Linked DNA regions of Mus musculus: regions 2 and 3 are each linked to region 1. A link is a contact called in public promoter capture Hi-C data. All regions are on one chromosome and are shown on one strand. The core of a region is the stretch at or near the end of the contact, and the rest is flanking DNA. Distances in the headings are between cores, read along the strand shown. Region 1 holds the start of 2610318N02Rik (RIKEN cDNA 2610318N02 gene). Region 2 holds the start of Clcn2 (chloride channel, voltage-sensitive 2). Region 3 holds the start of Abcc5 (ATP-binding cassette, sub-family C (CFTR/MRP), member 5).

Region 1 (3,065 bases), core at 292-2,791:
GAATGCAAAACATTACAAATGAAAAGCACAGGAGCAGCAGCAAAACACTTTAATTTTACATTTGATTTTTATTTTTATGTGTATGGGTGTTTTGACTGCCCATATGTCTATGCATGCAATGGCTTTAGAGACCAGAAGACGATACTGGACTGGAGTTACAGATGCCTTTGAGACAACTTGTGGATCCTGGGCATGGAACCTGAGTCCTCTGGAAGAGCAGCCAACCCTCTTAACCACTGAGCCTTCTTTCTGGTGAGCCCCCTCTCTTTAAAGACAGTATTTCATGTAGTTCAGGCTGGTCTTGAACTTCTGGCTCTTTTCTCCACTTCCCAAATGTTGGAATTTCTGGATGTTTTATTTTGTATCTGTGTGGAGCGATGCAGTGTGGTGGCTGTATCCCCAGTACTGCAAAAACCTAGGAGGATTACCATAAGCACAAGGCTAGCCTGGTCTACTCTGTGAGTTCTCAACTAGCCAGCCGTGATATACGATGTCTCAAAAAACCAGCATTCTTTTTTTTCCCAAAGAAGACAAAACAATGTAGGGACTGAGATATTATGGGTCAGTGTTAATAGCATTGGTTGCTCTACCAGAGCATATGGGTTTCATTTCCAGCATGCATGTGTTTGCTTACAATCCTCTATAGTTTCAGTTGCAGAGGATAGAAAGCCTTTTGACCTCCCTGAACACTAGGCATGTACATGGTGGTACAGACAGGCAAACAAAGCACCCATACACAAAAAATTACATTTAAAATTAAGTGGACAAAATGAGTTCTTGAAGATCGAAAACCAGCTCTGTCTGCTTTAAAAATATTTTCTTTCAGCCTTTGAGCTGGGGGGTAAAGATTCCCTGTCTCATATGGATATAACTAGGGGTAAAGCTCAGACGCCAGCTGCAAAACTCTGTTTTTCCCTTCGCTGACAGAACTGAGTAGAACACCTCAGGTTCTGGGTGCTAGGTGCTGTGTATCTTTGGACATATTAGCTCAGAAAGGTCACTTAATGAACTCTTACCCATAAAGTGGTTCACATTCTCAATGACATCAATGACATCAGAGCATTTCTTCACTTACAAAAAGTGCCAGGGCCTCCTCAGCCCAGCCAGAGGTTTCCTGATGACGATGCTCTGAAGTTGGACAGAAAGAGGGAAGGCCACGGTTTTTAAGTAAATGTCCCATCCTGGAGGAGCAATGAACAAATTTCTCGCGAAATACGAAGCATCCCCTAGGGGTTCATTCAACCGCTGGCTTGGCCAAAGGACACTTTGCCGGGATCTCAGAGCCCTCGCTAATTTGGTGAGCTGTGTAGTAAGCATGGACGCGCCCTCATGAGTATCACTATAATAACTACAGAGAAATGAGCTGGGAAAAGGCGGACAGAGCTCCTTTTCAAGAGTTATGAATGAGGAGAAAGTGTTTGTAGAACTCATTGTTAAAACGGTGGAGCCAAAACTCGGGCGCCTGGCCAATCGGAGCCTGGAGGCTATTTTGAAATCTTTCCAGCAGCAGCCAATAGGTGCGCAGGAGGCAAAGCTTGGTGTAGGCGCAAGCCAATGAGGCTGGCGCTGTGCCTTGAGGCCCGGGGCTCGGCCCTCGGGACTGTCAGATGGTTAAAGATGGAGCCGAGGGAGAGAGGGCGCCACGAGGTGCTGAGGTGCGGGGTTGTCCAGATATGACGGGGCCGCCGCCTACCTGGATCTTCCACTAAGCTTCACCTTGTCCCCCTGGTGAGAACAAGAGGTGTCTGTCCACGTGAGTAACTGGTCTGGGATAGGGTGTGCGGTGAGGCCAGGGAAACTCCAGATGCCAGGAAGCCCTAGTTCTGCTCTTCTAGGCAGGAGAATCTGTTAGGATAGAGTGCAGAACTCATACTGGGGGAATGGACCAAGGACCGGATCTCGGACTCCAAGGGCCTCACGTGCAAGGAGTGAAGTATCCCTCTTATTCTAGTTCTGGTCTGAAACAGGGTACAAGTAGTCCCACTGTGCTCCCCTCTGCAACTGAGCGCAGGCCTCTCTCCTTTGTGTTTGAGCCCCCTCGGGTGCTCGCCCTTCAGCTCCCTCCTTGGAGTACCTCACCAGAATCAGAAGCCTGTTAGAGAAAGTTTGAGTTCCCTGAAGTTAATAAGTCCAGAGGACTGCATCCGGGCTGGAATCCCGTCTGTTCTCCGAGCTTGGATAGATGTCCCACCCACCCATGGTGGTTGAATTTCCAGCGCAGCCCTGCGTGCAGCGAGGGCGATGGATTTCCTGCTGGCTGCGGGTGCTCTGACTAGGTTGCACTACTGTGCTGTGAGAAGCAGTGCAATGGTATTGTCAAAGCATCTGGGACCAGCCTCGAAGACCACCTCACCTACTGTTCCTTCTTTCTTCCCTTTCCAGGCCTGGCCCCTCAGGCCTGCAGGCCGTACCCTCCCCCTGCTCATTTTACTCTCTTCTCCATGGAAACTTGAGATTGTAGCCAGGCCCGTGTCTCTGGGGTCAGAGGGCATCCTTTGCTCAGGCCGAGGCTCCGCCCAGGTGGGCATGCGTTCTAGGTCTAAGATCCCACTCCAGCCACCCCAACTCCCCATGCCCCGCCCCACCCCGTGAGACTGACAGGCTTGTTGGACACTCTTTCCCTGTTGCACTACTGTGGGCCTCTGGGAAGCAGTGCAATGATGAAAGGGCATCTGTCGGGCCAGCTAAGGAGCCTGAGGAACAAAAGGGTCAGTGCTTGGATCATAGTCTTAGATAGAGATAGCTATCTCTAGCTAAAAGGATAAGGTGGATGCTGAGAACCATATTCCAAGGCTGGAACCAGTACAAAGGGGAGACCCCAGATTTGGAAAGGCTCCAGTCTCAAGCTCTTAGCCCCCTCCCCCCAGGTTAAGATAGGGGAGTCTGCTGCAGGGGGCGCGGCGGTGAGTGAATGGTAGGTAGCTCATGCCTTAAATCTCAGCACTTGGAAGGCAAAGGCAGGTGGATCACCCAGATCTAGGGCATCCTGGTCTACATAGTGAGTTTTAGGACAGCCAGGGATACACAGAGAAACCGTGTTTTGAGAAAAACCAAATTAACTAATT
Region 2 (3,065 bases), core at 383-2,882, 3.6 Mb before region 1:
TCCAAGAATAAAGTTCAGAGCACGGTAGAGCACATAATAACTGTGTAGGGAGTTAGAAAGGTTCCCAGGGGTATGCCAGCACCCAGCTAAGGGCCACCCACCGGGCACCAGGCACCGCAAATATAATAGAAAAAGCTGTCTCAAGTTTCTCATTCACGAAAAAAAAAAAAAAACTGTTTCCTGAGGGAGGTACCGAGAGGGTGGGGCGGGCCAGCCACTTGGGGTGGGTGGGCATGTTGGCCACTTCCCTCCTACCGCCCCGACACCGCTTACCTCGGTCAAATTTCTTGCCTTCTGGGTCGATGTCTTTCACATCGAAAATATCCTCGAACAGGATGCCCGCCATCGCGAAGGGCACGAAAGCTGCAGAGGATGTGAGCGCGCGGCCACCACTGGGGATTCGCGCACCCCCTCACGTGGAGAAAAGTAAGACAGGGCAGAGTACCGCCCCAAAAGCGGCAACGAGGCCGAGGGCGCGTGCGCACGGGCTGCAGTCACGCAGCCACTTCCGCTGCCTCCTTCTCGGGGCTTCTTCACTTCCGCCGGGAAGGGCCACCTCCGAGGTGCTCGGGCCTTGTGGGCGAGTCTCAAAACTCGGTGACTCCGTCCAAGGCGGGGACAGATTAAGTCCCACCTCCGACGGGGTACCGCGCTGCGCCCGGCTCGACGGCGCCCTCTTCAGACTGTGGATCCCAAAGCGTGGAAAGCTTGGGGGCCTAACCCAGCCAGGAACCTTGATCCTTGGCCCAGAGAAGCCCGGCCCTAGCCCTTCCCTGAAGTCCGCGTGCCGGCCGAGGGCACAGTCCGCGCTGCAGGCAGGTGGAGCAGAACCCCGCCCGCAGAGCACCAGCCCTCCAGGACCCGGTGCCCAGCCCCTCAGACTGTCACCAAGATCCCCAAAGCTGGTGCGAGCTGGCTCGGACCAGCTAGACATCACCGGAGCCGGGTGCGTCCGGTTTGGGAATTTGCCATGATGTCACTCTCGGGGAAAGGAAAGCCCGCATTGTGCCCTCCCCTGGGGCTTCACCTCCTCGCCACTCCCGTCTTCCCTTGGCCCTGCTTGGCACTAGCCTCACACTGATCCCCTAGAACACTGCCAACTGAACTTGGTACTGCCTGTCACCCCACTATACCACCCTCTTCTGGACACTGAAGTGCGCCTTTCACTGGGAGGCGACAGCTCGCAATACCTTCTTTCTAGGTGCTACCTCCTCTCATTACAGCCCCTGTGCTGGGCACCCTCTTGTTTCTTGAATGAGTCTTCATCCTGGTACTATTCTTTCTCCACAGATTTCTGGACACTGTCCTCTCCAGTGGCTCCAACCTAACGCTGCCCATCCTCTTTGTGCCCTCGACACCTTCTTCTTGTCCTTCCCAGGACCCCGAAAGACAATGTGGAGCCTCAGTAGGCCGTTTCCTCAGGGCGTCAGCAGCTACTCAAATTCCCCCTTAAGCGGTGCCTGGGAGGAGCGACCTCTGCTCCCCCCCCCCCCCACACACACACACACACCCGCCTCCCAGGAGCGGCCTCCCCCGCACCAATAGCTCCCTTCCCTCGGGCCTCACCCCTTCCCGTCCCCTCCCACCTCCACCTCCGCCCCTCTTTCCAGGCCTAGCCATTCCAGGTGCACCTTCCCGGGGGAACCCGGAGGAAAGGAAGGAGAAAGGGAGGCAAGGAGGGAGCCGGCTCTCGGGCATCCTCCCAGATGCGTCTGAGCCGCCTGAAAGTGTGAAGCAGAGGCTGCCCCTGTCCGGTCTGGCTTAGAGAGCCCGAATTAGCTTTTGTCAGTAGCCCCCTACCCCAGTTCAAGAGTCCCCACATCTCCAGCCCCTCCCGCACAACGCTGCAGCCGCGGGAGAGCCCGTCCCTTCCACGTGCCAGCAGACCCGCCCCCGCCCGGCCCCCGCACCCTCAGGGCGCTGGGTTAATCCCGGGCCTCCGTGGCGAAGGGGTGCGAGATCGTGTTTCAAGCGCCCCCTGCCGCCTCTCCGGACACCAGGAGGCGGCCCCAATGCAGACCCCGGCCGGGCAGGGACGCCCCTGCAGATGGGCCGGGGCGGAGCAGCAAAGCAGGGCACCGCCCTCGGCCCGCCCGCCGAGGAGGAGACGCTAGCGGGAGGCTGAGCCTGCGGCGCGCGCCCGGGGACCCGTCGCACTCTGCACTCGGCCGCCTGGGCTGAGGGGACGGGACGGGTGCGGGCGCGGGCTCAGCGGGCCGGGAGCTGAGTCAAGGCCGAGAAGCAGAGGGAGGCAAGAGGACAGTGCACCGAGATGGCGGCTGCAACGGCTGCGGCGGCCGCGGCGGCGGCGGCGGGGGAAGGGATGGAGCCTCGAGCGCTGCAGTACGAGCAGACCCTGGTAAGTGAAACCCAAGGGTTGCCCTACGGGACCAATGCTGCAGGTTGCCCTGGAAAGTGTGAGGACAGATGGCCTACCCTAACCCGGCCTCAGCCTTTCTCAGCTATGGAAACTGAGGTTCGGGATCCGCCAGGCTGTGGGTTCAGAGTGTTGGAAAGCTGCTTGCTGGTTTCTGGCTGAGACTGGTGGCCTGCAGAAGACAATGACACCAGGTGCTTGGCCCAGGTGTCCTTTCTCTTACCCACTTCTGCATACACGTTTTTGTTTTCTTCACTTACCACTTGAGTCCAAGTTACAGCAGCCCAGTGCTCTTTCTGAACACCATCTATACTATTGAACTTGATCCACATGTCTATCTACTTTCAACACCCTCCTGGGTCCCTGCTGTGTACATGGTCCCAGGCTTAGCTTAAAGACAGTAGGAAGTAATCAAACCCAACCCCTGCCTTTAACAGCTCAAGCCCAACATTGACAAGAACTCCTCAGGAGACCCTGTTGGAAAAGGTGGCTTAGGTGGCTTTTTGCCACCCTGGGGACTGAAGCTTTAGGGCCGATGCAGGAAGCAGGAATGGGTGTGAGAACTGAAACCTTTGTTCCAGCTGGATCTAGCCAGGTACCCCACCACCACCACCCACGCCCATGGAGTGTCCCTTGACCTCATAAGAAGCAGGGGTCCTGAGCTTTGAGATGACTCATGACCACCATT
Region 3 (3,065 bases), core at 289-2,788, 3.3 Mb before region 1:
GAACTCTTTGGGGTTTGACATCCTACATGGCAGAAAAAGATATGGACATGGGTAACTGATATCCTGGTTGGCAAGTTAAGGCATGGATGTTAGGCAATGCAAGTTGATCCCCCAACCAATGGGAACAGGATACGTGTACAACAAAGACCTGCTCCAGAGGAAGTCCTTATCCCTAAATCCTGATTGGTGGAAGAACTTGACACAGATGTTTGTGGATTTCAGACTTAAAAAGCTCTGTAGATTCTGGCTCGAGGTTGCAGTCAGCTCCTGAGTCTGGTCTTTGACCCTGATCAGTCAGTCCCAGGACATACGCTCCATAAACTATCCCTGTCTGCCTGAGATCAGTGTTTGGTGGTTTGTCTGGCGACTCCTTGACCCCAACAATATATATCTTAATTTTAAAATAGTGAAACATAATCAGCTTTTTGTTATTATGACAATATGACAAATACCGGAGAAAACATGAACTTAAAGGAGAAAATACTTATTTTGGCTCAGGTTTTTATCCATGGTGAACTGGTTTTGTTAGTGTGTGCTCGGCACAAGGCTGAACATCATGACAGGAAGGGGTAACACACATCTCTCAAAGGTATACTTCCAGGGACCAACTTCCTTTAACAAGCCTCCAAGTCCTCATATTCTACTAGCTTCTAATAGTGACATGGAACAATCAGTCAATATTAAACCGTTCATTAACTCAGAGTCTTCATGATCCAACTTCCTGAAAGCCCAGCTCTGAACACTGCCTATCTTCCTGAGCTTTCTGTGTGTCAAATATACATCCTGTCAATAAGTCCAGCTTTATGACATTAGTGTTCACAGTAGCTAACTAGGTAGTTGTATGATGGACAATCCAGTTTACTTTCTTTTTAAATCCCTTAAATGGGTAACCATAAACAAGCCCCGGGTAGTTTAAAGGTTGGGAGGCATGCAATAGAGTAGTCTTTATATTATGATACTAAAATAGATAAAATAGAAAAAATAAAACGACTAATGCCTCGGGAGCTTTACATTTATTTATAAAAATAGATTGATTAGTTAGTATATCATTTTGACATCCCTTGTCACTTTGGAAATTGCGATTCTGGCATTTCACTACTTAGAAGTCAAGAAGCTGAGATAGATGGGTAAGAGAAAAGATCCAAAGGTACCATTCATGCAGAACGTGGAGGACTCATGCACCCATTAAGTGACACCACAGCTAAGAGTTGGGGCTGGACAGAAGCAGGCTATGATGACCTTCACGATGTTTTCTGGCACGTGGAACCGCCGCATAGATTTGGAAGTTCCTGACTTTGAACCTCTGGCTGTCAGAGAATACAGCGCCACCGGCTACCCCGACCCGCCTGCCCAGCCCCCGTGACTAAGGCAGAGAAGGTTCCAGACTGGGCATCAGAAACCGGGGAAGGATGGGGCAGCACGAGATGCGCGCGGGTACTGTGAGCAGCCTGCACCCCATCCCGGGCACCAGCGGTGCTTCTGGGAAACGTAGTCTTTTGCGGTGTGCGGCGCTGGGGGCTGCCGGATGAGGGACTACGATTCCCTTCGGTCTTGCGCAAGCTTTGTGCATCGCGCTTGCGCGTTGTGGGGGACTATGCCGCTATAAAGGCTTGTTTTGCTCAGGGTCCGATGTTCGCGAGCGTGCCCGGGCTGTTTGCTCTCGTGTGGGGAGGCTGGGGTGCAGGTAGGTGACGGTTCACGCCTTTTTCATGCAGTGTCGGAGGCTGTCACGGGCTCACTTCTTTGGGCTCTCCAAGGCGGGGTGGGCGGTGGGAAGCCTCGGACGGGAGAAACGGGGCCTGTCTCGTTCCGATCTCGCGCGGTCCCCGGCTTGTTGGCGACCTCGCGGGCTGTGCGGAGGTCTAGATGTTAGAAGGCAGGAGGGGAGGTTTGATGGGTGGTCACGGCCGGCTCCACTCTCCGCGCGGCCACCAGGGGGAGCTGCGTTCGCTGTGGGTGGGTCGTGGAGCCTGTGCTCGCAGGCCCGGGGCTGGCATGGGAACGCCCTAGGGCCGGGTGGCGGAGCTGTCCAGAGAGAAGCCCCAACCTCCCTCCGGGACTGGAGGCTGTCAGCCACTTACTACGTAAGTCATTATCTATGTTTTGTTTTGTTTTTTGTTTGTTTGTTTTGCTACTGGTATGTGGAGGTACGTGGCATCAGCACACACAGCGAAGCCGAGGTAGAGATGGGAGCCTAGATCTTCTGTCACCAGTGTCCTTTTCGGTGCTGACACGCAAAGGAGCTAGTGGCTTTGTGTTTATAACACCTGGATTTGGTGTTTTCGTACAGATGTGGGAGTCTCGATGCAGGTGGGCACAGGAATGACCGGGGAAGTCTTGAGTTCCGAAGGGAGAAATGGATGGGTTTTACTGGGGTCTCTGGAGTAAGTGACAGGTGAGGGAGCTTGGAGGCACAGGTGGGCCCTGGGGGAGAGGTGGGGGGGGCGTGATAAGTGGTTCAGCTTCCTTGTAGCTTCCAGTAGCTTCCAGTAGCTGCAGGGCCTGAAGGAGCTTCCTGAGGCGCCTAAAACCTGAGAGATGTTGCGATAACAGAACTTGGAAACACCAACCTGGTTAGTTACAGTTCTCCAGGCCTACACAATGCCCCTCCCCCCTGCAGAATCGTCACATCCACCCCTCTTCACTGGAAAGAGAATTTTAGAGCAAAACCAGGTGGCCCCCAACCCTGTCAGTTTTGAGTCGGGGTACTAATGTGAGAGTCCCCACTTTGTTTATTCTTCTTTCTCCCTTTATAGTGCTGGCTTAAACCAAAATATGCCAGGTTTTCCTAGTCCTGATACACACACCCTTTCCTTTGGATTTGGCAGGGCTGGGGACTGGAAAGAACCTCTGGCCTACATGCTTTTATCACTGAGCCTAAGTTAGCATTAGTTTTATAAAAAGACTTTACATTAGCTGCAAGGGAGTTGTCTAGAAAATGGGAAGTATGAATTGCTCTTTGGGCTGGAGAGGGTCCTGGTGTAGTAATCCTTTCTTAGTTGATTGCTTCATATCCATATTCACCTTAGCCCTACTCTACCGGCTTCTGTGTGTTCTTCTTGTCA

The links. Promoter capture Hi-C pulls out the DNA fragments that hold promoters and counts their contacts.
Region 2: a contact with region 1 is called in a promoter capture Hi-C map of pre-B cells, with 2.7 times the contacts expected there. The contact joins the promoter of Clcn2 here to the promoter of 2610318N02Rik in region 1. A contact is called at or near these places in 1 of 39 promoter capture datasets (pre-B cells) and 2 of 9 other capture datasets (adipose tissue and liver).
Region 3: a promoter capture Hi-C map of pre-B cells shows a contact between it and region 1. The contact joins the promoter of Abcc5 here to the promoter of 2610318N02Rik in region 1. A contact is called at or near these places in 3 of 39 promoter capture datasets (frontonasal cranial neural crest, maxillary cranial neural crest and pre-B cells).

What each region holds. Positions count from the first base shown.
Region 1 is chr16:17,123,678-17,126,742 of GRCm38.p6, reverse strand. 2610318N02Rik (RIKEN cDNA 2610318N02 gene) reads left to right here and starts at 1,541. Exons shown (of 7, transcript NM_001358255.1): 1 at 1,541-1,753. Mir130b (microRNA 130b) reads left to right here and starts at 2,601; the gene lies at 2,601-2,682. Mir301b (microRNA 301b) reads left to right here and starts at 2,247; the gene lies at 2,247-2,343.
Region 2 is chr16:20,715,203-20,718,267 of GRCm38.p6, reverse strand. Clcn2 (chloride channel, voltage-sensitive 2) reads left to right here and starts at 1,632. Exons shown (of 24, transcript NM_009900.2): 1 at 1,632-2,359. The coding sequence starts at 2,273. Polr2h (polymerase (RNA) II (DNA directed) polypeptide H) reads right to left here and starts at 442. Exons shown (of 5, transcript NM_145632.2): 1 at 274-442. The coding sequence starts at 346.
Region 3 is chr16:20,424,867-20,427,931 of GRCm38.p6, reverse strand. Abcc5 (ATP-binding cassette, sub-family C (CFTR/MRP), member 5) reads left to right here and starts at 1,538. Exons shown (of 30, transcript NM_013790.2): 1 at 1,538-1,684.